Linked DNA regions of Mus musculus: regions 1, 2 and 4 are each linked to region 3. The links are chromatin contacts, called in public Hi-C, HiChIP or PLAC-seq and promoter capture Hi-C maps. All regions are on one chromosome and are shown on one strand. Each heading gives the region's core, a stretch centred on a gene start, on an enhancer-like site or on the middle of the called end of the contact. The rest is flanking DNA. Distances are from core to core; before and after follow the strand shown.

Region 1 (2,700 bases), core at 24-2,523, 100 kb before region 3:
AGCCATCCCTTGGAACAAGCTCCCTAGACAGACTAACCATATCAGTGAGCTCTGGGTTCGAGTGAGGGACCCTGCCTCAGTATATAAAGTGGTGATCAATTAGGAATACCTCTGGCCTCCATATGCACATACATGCACACACATGTACCTCCACATGTGAACATACAGTCTCTCTCTCTCCCCACTCAGTCACACACCTATAGAGAAAGTGGAGGCAAGGACTTTTATCAGACAGATCACGACTGAAAGAATTAATTCATTGTCATCAAAGGTGCCTTGAAAGGAATGTTACAGAAACTTCCCTACCATTTTAAAACAGTGGTGGGCAGAAGGGGAACTAGTTCTCTATAGAAGAACTGTAATTAATGTCCATAGGTAGAACTACTGCATTAGGGAATTGCCATCAGAACACCAAAGGAGATCACTCCCAGATATACTCTCAAACCTCTGCCATCCTAATTCTCAGTGGTTGGGATAAAATCAGATAGTTACTTATCCTCTCTATCCAAAAAGGTTAGAGGAGTTTGAGGACAAGTGCCTGCCTGTTCCAAAATGTGGTCATGAAAATATTACAAATATGAGTAAGCCCTAGATCTTAAAACGCTGAGTGTGTGAGTATATGTGTGTGAGTATGTGTGTGTGTGAGAGTGTGTGAGTGAATGAGTGTGAGTATATGTGTGTGTGAGTGTGTGCATGTATGTGTGAGTATATGTGTGTGTGTGAGCATGTGAATGTCTGTGTATGTGTGTGAGAGTATATGTGTTTGAGAATGTGAATGTTTGTATATGAATGTGTGTGTGAGAGTGTATGTGTGTGTGAATGTGTGTGTATTGAGAAAGTATGTGTGTGACTGTATGTGTGTGTGATCGTTTCCAAAGCGTTGTATTGTATCAAGTGACTGGATGAGGTCAGCTGATACTGAAATGGAAGCTCTCTGGAACAGATACAAGGATTTGGTGGTGGGGTGTGGGAGGTGGAACAAAACCAAGGGGACACCGTTGAATAACGGGAGAAACACGGTCATTTAAATGGCATGGCATGCAAAATCTTTCCCAGCTGGATGCAGTGCTAGTGGACCTCCCCTCTTCAAATCCAAACCTGCAGCCCACTGCCCAAATGGTTTCTCAGAGTCCTGATGCCCTCCCTGGGCATCACTTTATTGGATCTTTCCAGCAGCTTGCAGAGGAAGCTGGTGTTCTACAGAGATGGGGCTCAGCGTGGTAAGTGACAGGCCCACCCTTTCCAGCGCTCAGATCCAAGCCCTGGCATCCTCACACAAAGAGCTGCTTGTTCACACACTGGCCTGACCTCAGAAACAGTGCTCTGTTATCTGTGTGCTGCTGTTCCAGATGTGGACACCAAGGATATGGGCAGAGTGTGAGATGCCTTTAGCGGCCCTCAGTGTGGCATTAACACAGAATCACATTATAAGGAATTGTTTCTTCTCAACTCTCTCCTGGTTCTTTTGACTCCATCATAGAACAAGTCTGATTCAGGTGTCCCCTCCCCTTCCCGACATTTGATAACATGTTTTCTGTTGTCGTTTAACAATATGAAATGACATAGGTTTTTTTTTTTAAATTTTTTGTGGGTGCGCGTGTGTGCATGCATGTGTGTGCGCGCGCGCACACGCTGTGACGGCCAGAGGACAGCTTGTGATAGTTCTTTTCTTCCATCACATGGGTCTCAGGAATTGAACTCAGGCTTGAGAGCAAGCTTTTACCCACGGAGCCATCTCTCTGGCCTTTTGTTTTGGGACAGGGTCTCACGTGGCCTCGGCTGGCCCGGAACTTACTATACCATCAAAAAACCGGTCCTGAGCTCTGGGTCCTCTCACCTCAGCAGGCACTACTACGGCCACCTATTCTCCATTTTTTCTAAGAGAGAAAAGCCTTCGGGCTTAGAGCCTTTGCCGAGATACAGGATTTGGATAGAATTTAATAACACAGTTTGAGCTTTACTTTATCATCGCCTATTTATAGCAAGTGCTTACAGGCTTTCATTTGGTATGACAGTCTCTTTTAAAAACAAAATGAATTATAAACTGAGCCGATGGGAATGTTGAGGAGATGGAAGCGTGGAGTTCTGCCACAACAAGCGACATGGGCTGATCCTCAGAGAAATGGGCTGCCGGGGGTCCCATTCCTGTGTCAGAGAAAATCCCGGACTTCCTACATAAAGCCTGAAAGCAACATCAGTAGGGAGACCCTGAACTCGTGACACAGGATCCTGGGCCCATTGCTATGCCTGGTTAAGGAGAGCGGAAAGCCTACCAGGTGATAACCGAGGTGGCAAGAGGCAATAGCATGGCTGCCATCACCCAGGAAAGGCATGGCTGCCATCATCACCCAGGAAAGCTACCGTTAGCAAGCTTGCTTCCTTGCGGTGTGTATCTGGAGCCTCATGCACTCGGCCTCCCTTGCTGTGTGTATCTGCTACTCCATCAGGAGCCTCGTGGACTTGGGCTTTGATTATTACTGTCTAAAATGTCCTGTTAACCAGTTCATGTCTATGAGTAACAATAGAGAGACTTTATTAAGTGAAGGTTCCTAATTTTTCAAGTTTTTTTTTTACTCCTTCTTCCCTTCCTTTCTTCCATCCTTCCCCTCCCTTCCTCCCTCCCTCTCCTCCTGACCCCCTCCCCTCCCTCCCTCCCTTCCTTCTTTCTCTTCCATACACTTCTCTTAACACTGATTCTCC
Region 2 (2,700 bases), core at 50-2,549, 80 kb after region 3:
ATTGTGATAGTCAAGGAGGTCTGAGAGTTCACTGGCCAGTCACCCAGAAAGAAAACTGCCGCCATCTTCAGGTTCTGTGAGATTCTGACTCACTAGAACAGGGCAGAGCGCAACTGAGGAAGACAGTCGGAAACTGCCTGTATAGGTGTGTGTACAAACACACACACACACAACAGCTGATGAAAAAAAAAAAGGCACTCCGCTTAGAACCTTGCTTCCACTATTCCCCGGTTGGCTGAGCAGACTCAGTATTTCTTCTATATAGACACTACTCCTCAGACATTTAAGACAGAGGCACCAGATTCTTCCAAGGTGGTCCTTCCTCTGAGCCGGGAAGTAAGCAGAATTGAGGTCGGGGATAAAGAGTTAATAATATAAAGCTTCTATCCTAGACAGGTTTAATTTCAGGGTGAAAGGCACACATTAACACATAAAAAGCCTAAAAGTCAAGATGACTACAGATGCTCACTACATTTTACAGGGATAACTTTTCTTTGGAATCATTTGTGGCATAGCATGAGACCTGGGAGGGAAAGGAATCCGCGGGCTAAAAGGCAGTCGAGAAACATTCCAGACAGATGGAATCCAACCTGCTGAAGGCCAGGAGGAGGTAGCTAGGTTCTAACTGTAACACAGGAATGGTCCAGAAAGAAGGGGTGGGGACAGTAAGGCAAGTTAAAAGCCGAATTTTATTCTAAAGACAATGGGACTCCCAGTGAGAGTGCCTTGGCCCGTCTAGTCTTTTAAAATGATCATATGTAACACAACTTTGTGCACACGTGGCGATAAGGACGCTTCTGCAGGAGCTGGGCTGTGGGGTGCTGACGATGGTCAAGGAGCAGTAATTTGGGGGTACAGTAAGCAAATCGTAAAGCTGCCAACGTTCCCCGAGCGCTCAGCTCTGCCCAGACACAATTCCAAGCGTACAGACTCATTTCAACCTCAAGACAGCCCAATATCACGGCGGTGTCCCTGGTGTGGAGCGTGGTCCACGGAGGGAGCGAAGGCCAGCGGCTCTGCAGCGCGTCCCAAGGGTTAGGAGCGCAGGGTCCGGGGCTCCCGGGACTCAGAGCGGAGGAACCCTGCCCAAGGACCCCGGCCTCGCCGCTCTCCTCGCGGTCCTCACCGAGCCCTGCTGGCCTTCCACTACCACATCTGATGGCAGCGGCCATCGCGCCGCCATGAGGAGGGCGGGCGCAGAGTTACCGCCGCCGCTGCCGCCAGAGCCCGCCCCGAGCCGGCGCCCGCAGCGGCAGACACCTACCTGACCCGCCAGGCCGCCGCCGCCGCCGCCGAGACTCCGCCCCGCGGCGCGCCCGCGCATGCGCGCAGTTCAAACTCGCCGGCGCCGCCGCCTAGCTAGCCAGCCGCTTCCCCTTCCGGAAGCCCCCCACTGGGTCCTAAAGACAGCCTCATTTGCCTGAGACCAAGAGGACCAGAAAAGAGCCGAATGAACGCCTCACTCTCTGCTAGTTTCCTGTTGAAAGAAGAGAGAAACAGAAAGCTGTGGTAGCTTCTCTCTCGAGGTTAATTTGCAAACAACGACTCCATTCTGGGGATGCTTTTAGGCAGCTTCAGGCTCTCAAGGCTAAGACAGCGGCGTGCTCTGGGAGATGGGTGAGCGGTAGAAAAAGACAGCTGCTTCAGACTTTAAAATCGACTGCTAGATAAAAAGTTAAATGAGCTCCCATCAGACTCAGAACCTCCTTTGAAGGTTTCTCCTTTGAAACGGTCATGTTCTTGTCAATCTCACTGATTTGCCAGAAGGGTAGAGGGTATTCCTCATCTTCTATAAAGATGTCTGGTATGGGATTCTTGTGCTGTTCCTTAAGTCAGCCTCACGTCAGGCATCGCCTTCCGGGGGGTTGAATAATCAATTCTGTGTAAACATTCAAAAAAACGGGACATTCCGTTTAATTGTCCTAGACACAGTGTTACGTGCCAGGGTTACCAAGAGGGCGAAAATAAACATAGTAGCTGCTCTGCGAAGGCCGTCCAAAGACTTGCAGTTTAAAAATGAATCTTGGTGTTCACTCATTATTTGTGTTTGTGTGCTTTTTTTTTCACATTCTTCGTGTGTCTCCTGCCAAATCTAGCAATGACACGGGTCAGAATAATCAAAAAGAGTTTATTGTAAATTTGGGAGAGAGCCTGAAAGCAATCAAAACGAGTTAAGAGAGCCCAGAGGTACCAGACCTCCCTTAAGACAAGAAAAATCGAGTAGGGGCGGGGCCAAGGTCTGGGAGCGGGCCTTGAGGCCCCGCCCCATCGTTAAACAGCGCCTTTAACCAATGACAGTACGAAATCAACGCCAGTGGCTCGGAGACTGACCAATGGGAGGAGACGTTGGAGTTGCGCGGCGAAGTTGAGTCCCAGCGGTGGTGGGCGAGGCCGCAGTGGCTGGTCTGTGTTCTCGCTGCAGCGGAGGAGACGCCTGGCTTGGTCTCCGTGTCGGTGGCGATGTTCTTGTCAGAGGCAGGCGCAAGGCCCCGAGCAGGCGAAGCCAGCGCCTCAGAACGCAGGAAATGGGTGAAAGTAGGTGTGGGAGCGCGACCCGAGTTCAGACTTAAGCCTGACCAGGGCCACTTCTGTCACCCCTCTTGGTTCTGGCATTGCTGCAGGACTCTGATCACTTCCCCGCCCACCACACTGTCCACGGATAATCACCTCGACCTCCTATCCGTCCCATCACCTTCCCAA
Region 3 (2,700 bases), core at 41-2,540:
CTCCTCGGTGGTTCCTGTGTAGCCAGCTCCCCACGTCCGCCTGGACTCGTGGTTTCGAATCCGCTTTGTCGTCGCCGCCTCCCTGTCCTCTCTGGAGTTCTCCTTAAGGCTGAAGACCAGAGGGTCGGGACACAGAATCTGCTTCGACTTGGTGCGAGGGTGCGGGCGACCCGGGTTCACCCGAGCTCCTAATTCGGCTCAGATTGGGGAGGGGGCGTGGCGTGCCTTCAAGGCAAACTCCCTAGAACTTGAACTCCTCTTGAAGAAAAAAAAGGTCGTGGGTCCAGAGAGAATCGGCGGGTAAGCTTCACATCAAGGTCCGGGTTCCTCGGAGCATTGCTTTCCAAGCTGTGATGGCTGGGATACGGGCTGTTCTCTGTCTTCGGTGCCTCTCCAGGTGGATCTGTGTTGCGTATTAGTGACAATGTTCTGCCGAGAGCCTCTATCCACCAGAATAACCAGGGCTCAGAGGTCGGAACGGGTTTGGGGCAGACGCACGGACGCAGGGACAGTGCGAAGAGGCAGATCAGCCGGCTCGGATCTCTGCTGGGCACACAGGCTCCACGGCAGCACGAGGGCGGACCGCTGTGGGGAGGAGAACAGAGGGGGAGGTTGGAACAGTGAAGGAAGTTAGAAGCATCCTCCCAGGGAGCCTTCCTTGACTTCCCCCATACCAGATCGCCCTTGGCCTCTAGGGCCTGCACCGGGCGTTCTCTGTCCACACGTGCCGGCCCTGCCAGCCCATCTCCCGGAGAACCGGCCAAGGACAGCGGCCAGAAGAGTTCCATCTCTTTCACCCGGTTTTGATCGCCTCGGCTCTGTAGTTCTTGCGCAGTCAGTGGCGCTGAGCTGAGAACTCCAAGCTACAACATGTAAGCCGGCAACAAGGTTCTTTTGTGAACCGCTGGGGCGCCCACCCAGAGACCCCCAACTTGCCATGAGCTCTGGAGCCGCCGTCGCCTTCGCGTCTCACCTTCCCAAACGCACCTGCTCTGTGGAACAGGTTCAGGATGGTTCCTGGCTTCCCTTCTCAAGTGGCCTTGCCCTGCCCAGTGGGGCTGAGAGCAGAAGTCCGTGCCCAGAGCTGCCTTCTCTGTGGAGTGCTCAAAAACTGCAACAGGTGGAGCTCTGCAGCTGCCAACCGAGGCGACTCCACCCGGTACCCGCCCCTTGGCCTCAGGGCCAGTCTCCTGCTCAGGTCTCCTCCGCTGGCGCTCGCCTGGACCTCTAAACAGCGATGCTTCTACCAGGGAGTGCAGATCCCTGGAGTGGTTGCTTAACAGATAGGTCGAGAGCCTCGATGGTCTGCGTGGGTTCCTCTCAGGCCAGAAGAGGGCGCTGCGTGCCCTCCAGACACACCTGGTTCCCAGCAGTTTAGCCACAGGGGATCGAATATAGCTGTGTGAAGGAATGGATTCATAGCCACCCACGGTCTAAACAGAATTTCTCCGCCTTTAGAGAGAGAGAGAGTGGTCCCAGGAGACCCACCCACGATACTAGCCAGAAACAGAACTAGAAAAGCTTGCAGTTCTGTTGAATAGATGCAAATGATTTTGGTGAGAGTAACTAACAGACCGTTTATCTTGCATTGTGTCTCCTGGGGAGGAAGAACTTTAGAGGGTATTGAGTTCACACCCAGGGTGAGTAACCCAATTACCTTTACTAGTTTAAGAAACATCTCAAGTACATCAAAATCGAATGACGTTTACAATGACACAACACACCACCACCTAGATTCTACAAGTGACAGTTTACCAGGCTTGCTTATATTTACCCATTCCTTTCTAGTCACCAACCCACTCAGGATGCACTTTGAATGGTTGTAGACACCCACACACTTTCACCCCATCTCCAGCCAGTATTGGCCATTATTAAGAGCTCTATCCTCGGATTTTTGCTTTTGTGGTAAAATTTGCATGCAATGACATGTCATTGTACCATTAGGTGAGTCCTGATAACTTTGGGAGCCAAACAATGGTGGCCTCCCTCCCTTATCATCTAAAAGCCACCAAAGGATTAAAGCTCCCACAAATATCTTCCCAGTAAATCCCCACCCACATTCCTGCAGAGGTAGCCACTATTCTGATTTCTTTTTCCACCATGGAATATTTCTCCTTTATAGAACTTGGTTTTGTTTATTCAGGTCTCTGTATTCATAAGAACCAGTTATGTGTCTTGTGTAAAGTGTGTTCCTGAAGTGTACCGACTGACATCATTTCAAACTAGCTTTTTCTAACCCACAACAATGCAGTGTCCACATCCTATAGACTGTTGACAGAGCCAGCCATTTTATTTTTAAGCCTTCTGTATACAGGCACATAAACTTATCTCCTTGGGGTTTTGTGTTCTCTGGACACCTTGTATATTGGACTTTTGTAAATGGTTGGACTATTTTGCCCACTTAAAAGCTTGGTTTTGGAGCTGGGGAGATGGCCAAGTCAGTAATGTGCTCATCACAGTGTGAGGACCAGAGTTCAGCTCCCCAACACACATACAGAAGGATGAGCATAGCTGTGGACTTTTGACATCCTACTCCTCCTGAGCAGGTAGGGCCAAGTGGAGCTGGCTAGCCACAGTTCCGTAGCCAAGTCAGTGAACTCTCGGTTCAGTGAGAGCCCCTCTGGTTTCCACATGCACACATGTGCACACACATACAACATGCACACACACACACACACACACACACACACACACACACAC
Region 4 (2,700 bases), core at 9-2,508, 80 kb before region 3:
AGGCTCCCATGTGATGACTTGGCAGTCTGGCCTGTGCTAGAATATCTCTGGTTATTAATAATGCCCTCAGGACACTGGTCAGGGCAGTTAATAACCCTGTTTTCTCACCCCTGGGTCAGTCTTTGCCGCTTTGGCCCTATTTACTGGGATGTCTTGGTCTAATTCACAGTTAACAGAAAACAGTATCTCTACATGGCCACCAAACTGGCACTTTCTTGCTAGCAACTTTCAGTGTAGACACCCCCCTCCCCCATTTGTGGTTCGCTGCCACCTGAAAAGCCAGTTTGCCACCTGAAAAGCAAGTCTGGCCCTGTCCCTTGTCAGGGACTCTGTCTACTGCCCTTCTCCCATACCTCACCACACCTCCACAGAACATATTTCCCTTCTCTTCATCTTTTTATAAACACATCATTTAGGGAATGGGGGGGGGAGTTGAAAGGGTAGTAGAGACATAGAAAGGTAGAGAGAGAGAGTGGAGGAGTAGAGGTGGACCATGAGCTTGTGGAGAGAGAGGGGAGAAGGGAATAAGAAGAGAGGGGACAGAGGGGGAAGAGGGGAAGAGATCAAGAGAAGAGAGAGGGAAGGGGGCAAGCAGCCCCTTTTATAATGAGTCAGGCACACCTGGCTGTTGCCCAGGTAACTGTGGGGTGGAACCCAGACAAAATGCCAACAGTGTGGGCTCTCAAAGCCCACACCCAGTGACACACCTCCTCTAACAAGACCACACCTCCTAATCCTCTCCAGAACACTTCCATGAACTGGGACTCCAGCATCCAAACACATGAGCCTCCAGGGACAGTAACTCTTTAATCAAAGGTCTTGTCAGAAAAAATTTCTTCCTTTCCCCCTCTCCCTTCCTCATTTTCTTGTCCCCCTTTGTGCCCCTCTCTTAATTTCTCCACTCTGCTCCTTTGTAGGAGTCTCTGTCCTACACAAGGCTCCTTATTTCTCTTAAAGGAACTGATGAGTTGGCAGGGAAGTGAACCACTGCCCTGTAATAAGCTGGTCTTCAAGGGCTTTCTCTTTACAATATTTAATTTTGATAATACTAGTTCTAGAAAATAGTTATAGCTTTCCTTTGCCCAAAGCCAGGAGAGAAATTATTTTAAGTAAAAAAAAAAAATTACATTTCTTGATTTGTTTTGCATGTGCAGCTTTCTGGAGGTGTTTCTCACCTGCCACCGTGTAGGCTCCAGGGATCAAAGTTAAGTTTGCTGGTGAGTGCCTTTACAGCTGAGTCATCTTGCCAGCCCACAGGAAAAAGCCACATTTTAAAAAGTATTATGGTGCTTGTAGTGCAATTGGGATCAGTATACAGAACTACAGAACACGGCTGCCAAAGGGAATGAATGTTCAGAACTAGGCTACCACTGTGGTTTGTTAGTTGTTTACAAAGAAAAAAACGAAAAGGGGGCGTGGGAAGCCAGTGTGAGCAGAAAGGAGGTATTTGTTAGGATTTATTTAAATACAAAGGGAACAAACAGTGACATTCACTGCTCTTGTGAACTTGGGGCTGGTAATATAAATGCCAGGGTTTCAAGTGAGTGGCTTCAGAGGTACTAATGTGAGCCCAATGGGGAGAGGAAATGGCACACTGTCATTCACCAAGGAACCCAAGGTATTAAAAAAAAAAAGCCCTTATCCCTAGGGCGAGAGGAGGAGGAGGGAGCAGAGAAAGGACTCATAAGACAATGGCAGAGCACCCTCTGAGCATTGTCAGTGGAGACTTTCTAGAAGGGACAGACACAAAGACCAGTCCCACCAATGATGTCATTTCTAACCCCACTGACAGAATAGACTCTACCATGAAAGTCGACCCAACGTTCAGTTTTATGCATAAAAAACCCATCCCCTACCCCCACCTTTCTCTTATCTGCATCTCAATTGTATCTGTAGCTTGGCAGCCGGCCTGTATTCTTCATCTCTAGGTACTGTTGAACAAGCATTCACTGAGCCACGGCCCAAGGCCAAACACTGCTTGCCCAGTGAAGACAGGGCACATGCTCTTTCAGGACCCTGTCTTGTCTCTTCGTTCTTTGTATTTTCTGCTTCATTCTCTGTATGCCCCGCCTCCCCACCCCCAACCTCTGCCCAGTTGTTGGGTTTTTGTGTTTCTTCTTTTGTGAGCTGTGTAGTTTCATCTTTAGTCCATTCCTTATGAAAATACTTATCCTTCTTGTTGACTTATAAGAACTCTTCATATATTAAGAAAATTTAACTCTTCCTTAAATATATATATATATATATATTTTGTTAATTCTTTGAGAACTTCATACAAGCGTGTGATGTATTTTGATCACAACCACTCCCATGCGTCCCAGATCGATTCTGCCTCCTTTCCCCTCTCAGGTTTAATTCTGCCTTTTGATATGCAACTGCAGATAGTTTTTCCAAATGTGTTTGTTTCTTATTCTCACATAAATGTGTTGTAGTCAGGTGGAAGTTTAATTTCCATACAAGTGAACCAATTTGTTCCATTGTAGCTTTTGGCTTGGAAAGTTGTTTACCTTGGGTATGTACTCAGGGTTCTAGTATTTTTAAAATGTGATGTAGGAACAGAGAGGTGGCTCAGCAGTTAAGAGCACTGACAGCTCTTGCTGAGGACCCAGATTCAGCTCCCAGAACCCAGATGGCAGATCAAAGCCATCTGTAACTCCAGTTCCAGTGGATCTGATGAACTCTACTGGCCTCTGTGGGCAC

Evidence for each region. A called contact is a pair of places that touch in the nucleus more often than the background predicts. HiChIP or PLAC-seq counts read pairs in DNA pulled down with a chosen protein or histone mark. Capture Hi-C pulls out chosen DNA fragments and counts their contacts.
Region 1: a Hi-C map of cerebral cortex shows a contact between it and region 3, with 2.1 times the contacts expected there. The contact joins the enhancer-like site here to the promoter of Kcnk13 in region 3. A contact is called at or near these places in 14 of 39 promoter capture datasets (the 3T3-L1 cell line, 3T3-L1-derived adipocytes, the HPC-7 cell line and 11 more), 7 of 484 Hi-C or Micro-C datasets (bone marrow-derived macrophages, cerebral cortex, cortical glia and 3 more), 12 of 115 datasets of contacts at active chromatin or transcription factors (bone marrow-derived dendritic cells, bone marrow-derived macrophages, embryonic forebrain and 7 more) and 5 of 9 other capture datasets (adipose tissue, bone marrow-derived macrophages, embryonic stem cells and 2 more).
Region 2: a contact with region 3 is called in a promoter capture Hi-C map of adipose tissue. The contact joins the promoter of Tdp1 here to the promoter of Kcnk13 in region 3. A contact is called at or near these places in 20 of 39 promoter capture datasets (the 3T3-L1 cell line, the C10 cell line, the HPC-7 cell line and 15 more), 3 of 15 datasets of contacts at CTCF or cohesin (CD8 T cells, hippocampal excitatory neurons and pro-B cells), 34 of 484 Hi-C or Micro-C datasets (the AtT-20 cell line, B cells, the C10 cell line and 24 more), 8 of 115 datasets of contacts at active chromatin or transcription factors (a beta-TC-6 cell line, bone marrow-derived macrophages, effector CD8 T cells and 5 more) and 5 of 9 other capture datasets (adipose tissue, embryonic stem cells, liver and 2 more).
Region 4: a contact with region 3 is called in an H3K4me3 HiChIP or PLAC-seq map of bone marrow-derived macrophages, with 4 times the contacts expected there. The contact joins the enhancer-like site here to the promoter of Kcnk13 in region 3. A contact is called at or near these places in 3 of 39 promoter capture datasets (the 3T3-L1 cell line, hippocampal neurons and macrophages), 1 of 15 datasets of contacts at CTCF or cohesin (the NIH/3T3 cell line), 6 of 484 Hi-C or Micro-C datasets (the STO cell line, bone marrow-derived macrophages, female germline stem cells and 2 more), 7 of 115 datasets of contacts at active chromatin or transcription factors (bone marrow-derived dendritic cells, bone marrow-derived macrophages, embryonic midbrain and 3 more) and 4 of 9 other capture datasets (adipose tissue, bone marrow-derived macrophages, embryonic stem cells and 1 more).

The regions. Positions count from the first base shown.
Region 1 is chr12:100,063,849-100,066,548 of GRCm38.p6, reverse strand. No RefSeq gene overlaps it. Among named protein-coding and RNA genes, the nearest start is that of Gm51957, 7.9 kb to the right of the region's middle. Within about 2 kb of position 1,273, at least 23 of the 459 cell types and tissues checked have an H3K27ac peak or open chromatin away from gene starts, as enhancers often do. A contact at or near this core is called in cerebral cortex and cortical glia, where this site is marked.
Region 2 is chr12:99,883,117-99,885,816 of GRCm38.p6, reverse strand. Tdp1 (tyrosyl-DNA phosphodiesterase 1) reads right to left here and starts at 1,299. Exons shown (of 16, transcript NM_028354.5): 1 at 1,265-1,299. Efcab11 (EF-hand calcium binding domain 11) reads left to right here and starts at 2,375. Exons shown (of 6, transcript NM_030172.2): 1 at 2,375-2,535. The coding sequence starts at 2,461.
Region 3 is chr12:99,963,089-99,965,788 of GRCm38.p6, reverse strand. It overlaps Kcnk13 (potassium channel, subfamily K, member 13), which reads right to left and starts at 1,290. Exons shown (of 3, transcript NM_146037.2): 1 at 988-1,290; 2 at 1-585.
Region 4 is chr12:100,043,534-100,046,233 of GRCm38.p6, reverse strand. All of the region lies in intron 2 of Kcnk13 (potassium channel, subfamily K, member 13), which reads right to left. The region is part of intron 2 of Gm51957 (a long non-coding RNA gene); the gene reads left to right. Among named protein-coding and RNA genes, the nearest start is that of Gm51957, 12 kb to the left of the region's middle. Within about 2 kb of position 1,258, at least 8 of the 459 cell types and tissues checked have an H3K27ac peak or open chromatin away from gene starts, as enhancers often do. A contact at or near this core is called in bone marrow-derived macrophages, where this site is marked.